Regions from separate parts of the Mus musculus genome. Here region 1 is linked to region 2. A link is a contact called in public Hi-C data. All regions are on one chromosome and are shown on one strand. Each heading gives the region's core, a stretch centred on a gene start, on an enhancer-like site or on the middle of the called end of the contact. The rest is flanking DNA. Distances are from core to core; before and after follow the strand shown. Region 1 has its middle 25 kb from the start of Gm35333. Region 2 has its middle 100 kb from the start of Gm35333.

Region 1 (2,700 bases), core at 44-2,543, 80 kb before region 2:
TGCTGCTGTTTCTAGGCCTGGTCTCAAAGTCCAACAAGCTTGTGTTTTGTAAGATTGCTTTTTCATGACTGAGTCTTTGAGAAGGAAGGGCCAAAAAGGTAACGAACTCCAGTCTGTCTTCGGTGAGCTGCACCTGCCTAAAGCATTTCCACACTCCCACTCTAATGGCGACTTACCTTTCTTAATGACCATGGAAGATTGTAGTTTCTCTTTGTTGTAACTGGAATGCTAAAGCTGAACAGCCCTGATATGAAGATCTGAAATCAATATACTCCAGTCCCCTAAAACGTCCTGAGGACCCACACAGCCTTCCAAGATCGGTATAGGTTGGGACATTTTGCACTTTTGATACTTTGGGTTAGGTGTGTTCAACTGCAATGCCCACTTTCTGTTCCTGTACCTTTTTGGATAAGGGTTATATAGTCAATCCTGCATTTATCTTTATAGTTTTACTTTTCTTTTTTTAAGGACCTATATTCAATAAGGAGAAGCTCAGTATTCCAATGGTGGAGGCTGCCAAGGGATCATGTGGTTTAACCCTCAGTTTTCCAGAGGAGGAAGCCAAAGTAGCAGGAGGAGAAGAACCTTTCCCAAGTCTCAAAGCATCCTTTATTAAGGCTCGTGGCCGCCTGCTTGCACAATCTCCGAGCTGCTTCTCTTCCCCTTATTATCACAGTAGGAAAGAGAATCACTAAGATGTAATTTTACTCCTAGTTATGTGTGCACATGTGCATTTGTGCGTGGGTTTGTGCAGGTACACAAGTACCTGGATGTTAGAAGATGGTGCTGGGTCCCCTGGAGCAGAAGTTGTGAGACTTGGGTGCTGGCAACCAAACCCAAGTCCCCTGGAAGAGCAGAAAGCATTCGTAAGCACCGAGCTCTTGATCTAACCTCAACTCTCTGCTTACTATAAATAGCCCTTTAGAGAAGAGATTGTCAAATGAAAGCATTTTAAAAATCCAAATATTCTCATCACAGTAGTATGAGTTTATTCACAGACCCACAGACAGACAATGAAGTGGTCACCAGAAGATATGATGTGGCCTCCTTAGGCCTTGGTTCTCTTGTGCCCTAGGATCTCTGTGTCCAGTCACCAGTAGATTCAGGGATGGGCATTTAGAGAAGGCCTGTGAGACCCGGTGGGGTAGGAGATGGCTTGCAGTTTACAGGCCTGTGCAGGCTTCATCTCCAGTACTGGTTTTCTAACACTGCCCTTCCAGTTGGCATCTGCCTGTTCTCAGTTGTGGCTGTGTGGGGGAGGTAGAAGCGCGTGCTTCCAAGCCCTTGGGGATGCAGTAATGAGAACCATGTGTACACGGAATGCTGAAGGAGCCACACCTGGGACGTATTCAACCCATGACAGACACCCGTGTGGCCAAAAAAAAAAAAAAAAAAAAAGCCAGTGCCTTTTGACTGTGCCTGTTTTATGAAAATATGCAAGCAAACACACACACACACACACACACACACACACACACACACACACACACACACCGATAAAATTGCTGTGGAATCTAAGATTTATGTGTGATTTCTCCCTTCCCTCCCTTTCTCCCCCTCCCTCTCTTTCTTTTGTCTCCATAAATTGCAAAAGGCTTGGCCGCACTTAGACCAAGGAGAGCCAGGGAAAGAGCAAGCCTGAGTCAGAAGGGAAAATCAGCTCTCTTCTGCCTGGCGCACACCCCCTTCCTTCCCCCAGGGACTCTCAAGTTACCTTCCTAATGAAAAACAGGCCTTTCAAAAAATGACTTGAGACCAAATGAAAAACGATTCGCATCTGAGCCTCGGCTGTTGGGGATGGGCCCTAGGATTTATGACGAGGAATTTTGTGGCTCCCTACCCCGCCATCCAAGTCCTGGAATTACTAGGAATATGGGGATAAGAGAGACTGGCTGTAACTAATTCCATCAACAACAAACAGACAAACAAAACCAACCAAACAAAAAGCAACATCAATAACAAAAAAACCCATATACTGACTCTGCATGAACCATGTTTTCGCTCATTTTGCTATGAACACGCGAATAAGCGATCTCCTGCTGCTCTGGACTCCAGGATCCCAAAGTTCTGGGTATCGTTCAAAGCAGAGGGGTGGGGACAGAGGGCTTGCAGGGTGAACACTGCCTGCTGCTGGTTTGGCTGAAGGTGCCCATTAAGACGGCTATTGGTCTGTCCCACTCTGCCTCCTGCCTTGGGTCCCCCCTATTTCTTGAATTGTGTTCAGTAACAGCCCTCTGGTAAGTATACCACTGGCTTCCTGTATACCCTTGTTCCCTGGTGTTATCCTTAGGGCTTTATTGCTGTGAAGAGACACCATGACCACAGCAACTGTTATAGAGAACATTCAATTGGGGCTGGCTTACAGTTCAGAGGTTCAGTCCATCCTTGTCATGGTGTAAGAAACATGGTGGAAGGCAGACAGACAGAAATGGTGCTGGAGAAGGAGCCGAGAGTTCTCTATCTGGATCCACAGACAGCAGGAAAAGCAAATGACCCACGCCCGACCTAGCTTGAACATCTGAGACTTCAAAGCCAGCCCCTGCCGTGACACACTTCCTCCAAGGCCACACCTCTGAATAGTGCCCCTCCCTATGGGTCAAACATGCAAACACACAAGTCTGTGGGGGCCATTCCTACTCAAACCACCAGGAAGCTGGCATTTCCTGAATTGTGCCATCTCAGCCATCCTGCCTGTACAAC
Region 2 (2,700 bases), core at 84-2,583:
AGACACCCACGCGAGAAAAACTCAAAGTCATACCCTTAGACAGCATTCCTTGCCTGACTTGACCAGATCATCCAAGTTGATCTATAATTTTGTATGCATTGAAAACTCTTCAACTCTGGAATTCTGGAAAACTGTAGAAAAGTGCCAGAAAAGGAAAAACGTTCCAATGGTCACATGTGTATGGACGTCTCCTGGAAAAAGATTGTTTTTAAAGGTGTATTTAAAAGATCTAAATTGACTGCTTGGAGGAGCTGAGGATTCGTTCATGTCTGTGTTGGGCTGTTCCTAGGGGCCACTGACTTCAGGCTTAGTGAGAGTCCCAAGTCCAAATAAGAAGTCTACCAGCTGGCCATATACCACACACCTCACCCATCAGACCCAGAGCCTCCCTTCCTACCTCTTGCTCAAATGTAGGTTCTCAGTTCCCTTCAAGTCCATGCAGAATCGGGTGAGTTAGTCATCTGGGGAAGTCATTGGTGGCCTTTCCCCATCCCCTGGTCTTTAGGAGAGTTTCAAAGTCCTGCTGACCAGAATTTGGATGACGGTCTCCTGTGTGACATTCTGCATTTTATCCTGAGCGACAAACTACTAACTGAGGAGGAGGCACTCTACTGTGACACTGTGTGATACTTCTATGCTCTTCAAATCTCAATACTCTGCCATCTGTGATATCCTTGACTCCAGGGTCAGGGCTAAGCAAGATTGTCTGACTGTCTGTTAGAAAAGCACACAGTTAAATTCGGGAGCATGCTTCACACTGAGTGGACATTATGACCATTGCAAGCCATGTCTCATCAATACTGCTATGAAGAGGTTAATAGTCCCCCTCCCTGGCTTTGTGTGTAGGGTGTGTGTGTGTGTGTGTGTGTGTGTGTGTGTGTGTGTGTGTGTGTGTGAAGAAACACATACATCTCTCTGAGGACCAGAAGCATTTGTCTAAATTCATCATCCACCCAGGGACAAATTTAGAAGGCTCCCAGCTGGAAGCTGCGCTCTAAGCCCCTGGTTCTTTCCATTACAGATGTCTGAGCAATAATTAAATTGAAATGACAGCAGAGAGGAAAATCTGAATGTACCAATAACTTCATTTTCCTGGCTTCTCTTATAAAAGCAGGAGTATAATTTGAACAAGAAATCATATTTTAAAAAACATGAAGATCTAAAAAACTTTTTGTCCTCTTGCTTGGCAACAGACTTACAGTCTCTTTCTCAATTAGGCTTCTCTCCTTTCTCTCCCCCCACCCACCCCCACACATACAATGTATTTAAGATCTTACGACCATGTGTGCTGAATTCGAGAAGGCTCGCCAGGATTGCCTTCCCAGGCCTCTTGGAAACATAATAGCACGCATTTGCTGTCGCCGACTGAAATGAGTCTTCCATGAGCAGCCCCACTCCCTCCAGGCTCCACCAGGCTCACACATCTGTGGCCTTTCGGGTTCAGACCCTCTGATCTCCCTCATCTAGGTCCGTTTCCTCTTTCCTTAAGCACTGAGAAGTTTTGAGTCTTAGCTGGCATGGGGAGGCATAAAGATCTACTTGACACTGGTTTCAAGTTTGATAAAGTAAATAATGACACAGGAAATGCAAACCATTAAAAGTTTATTGCCCACTTGAGGCATGCCTCTCCTTCCGTCTCAAATGCAGCCTCTTTATAGGGTTCTGAATTAGAAGTCGTAATTGAAGTCATGATTTCTGAAATCTCAGCAGAGGCCTCCATCAAATGACACCAAATGCTTTGGGTCTTCATCTGCCACTCCAGACTGAGACCACAGAGGGAGGCAGACAAAGCTCAGAGACAAGGTGCTGCCTGAAACTGAATAGTCAGAGAGTGTTCCCCTAGTTCTTGCCCTTGAGGGGAAAATGACTTAATTCACCCTCAAATAGTTATTATAGCCTTATTATGAATATTCTATGGTTCTCATTATCTATCTGCCAGATGACCAATTGACTGCTGGGTAAAGAACACATTATTCTGAAACTCAGAAACATTTCTGTGATGGTTTGTATATGCTCAACTCAGGGAGTAGCACTATTAGAAGGTGTGGCCCTGTTGGAGTAGGTGTGTCACTGTGGGTGTGGGCTCTAAGATCCTCATCCTAGCTATCTAGAAGCCAGCATTCTGCTAGCAGCCTTCAGATGAGGATGTAGAACTCTCAGCTCCTCCTACACCATGCCTGCCTGGATGCTGCCATGTTCTTGCCTTGATGATACTGAACTGAACCTCTGAACCTGTAAGCCAACCCCAATTAAATGTTGTCCTTTATAAAACTTGCCTTGGTCATAGAGTCTGTTCACAGCAGTAAAACCCTAAGACAACTTCCAAAGCAGGAAAACCAGGAGCTTGAATGTATTTCATCTTATAATCAGAAGTGTTTGGTAACCTGCACAGGACTTGGTATTGTATAGATTAATGTCTATTAAATTTACTTGTATTTTAAAGTTACTCACTCATTTTGTAAGCAAAAGCTGACATAACACAAAGTATCCCATAACCTTAAAGAAAGGTCCGGGTGTAAGAGCCCACTCTACGGGAGGTAGGCCATTTACATCATCTGACCCCAACTCTCGGTAGGACCAGCAGCATAGCCTCTTGTGGATTATAACACATTTAAACCCATCTCTGTAGCTATTTATGGAGAAGTGTCTGATGAAAGCTCTGCAAATTTAACATGTTGATGCCATTTTCCCTTCGTGGCT

The links. Hi-C and Micro-C count contacts between places; a contact is called where the count stands out from the background.
Region 1: a contact with region 2 is called in a Hi-C map of uterus. The contact joins two enhancer-like sites. A contact is called at or near these places in 2 of 15 datasets of contacts at CTCF or cohesin (the NIH/3T3 cell line and embryonic stem cells) and 5 of 484 Hi-C or Micro-C datasets (cortical glia, cortical neurons and uterus).

Annotation. Positions count from the first base shown.
Region 1 is chr13:60,408,859-60,411,558 of GRCm38.p6, reverse strand. No RefSeq gene overlaps it. Among named protein-coding and RNA genes, the nearest start is that of Gm35333, 25 kb to the left of the region's middle. Within about 2 kb of position 1,293, at least 98 of the 459 cell types and tissues checked have an H3K27ac peak or open chromatin away from gene starts, as enhancers often do. A contact at or near this core is called in uterus, where this site is marked.
Region 2 is chr13:60,329,339-60,332,038 of GRCm38.p6, reverse strand. No RefSeq gene overlaps it. Among named protein-coding and RNA genes, the nearest start is that of Gm35333, 100 kb to the left of the region's middle. Within about 2 kb of position 1,333, at least 19 of the 459 cell types and tissues checked have an H3K27ac peak or open chromatin away from gene starts, as enhancers often do. A contact at or near this core is called in uterus, where this site is marked.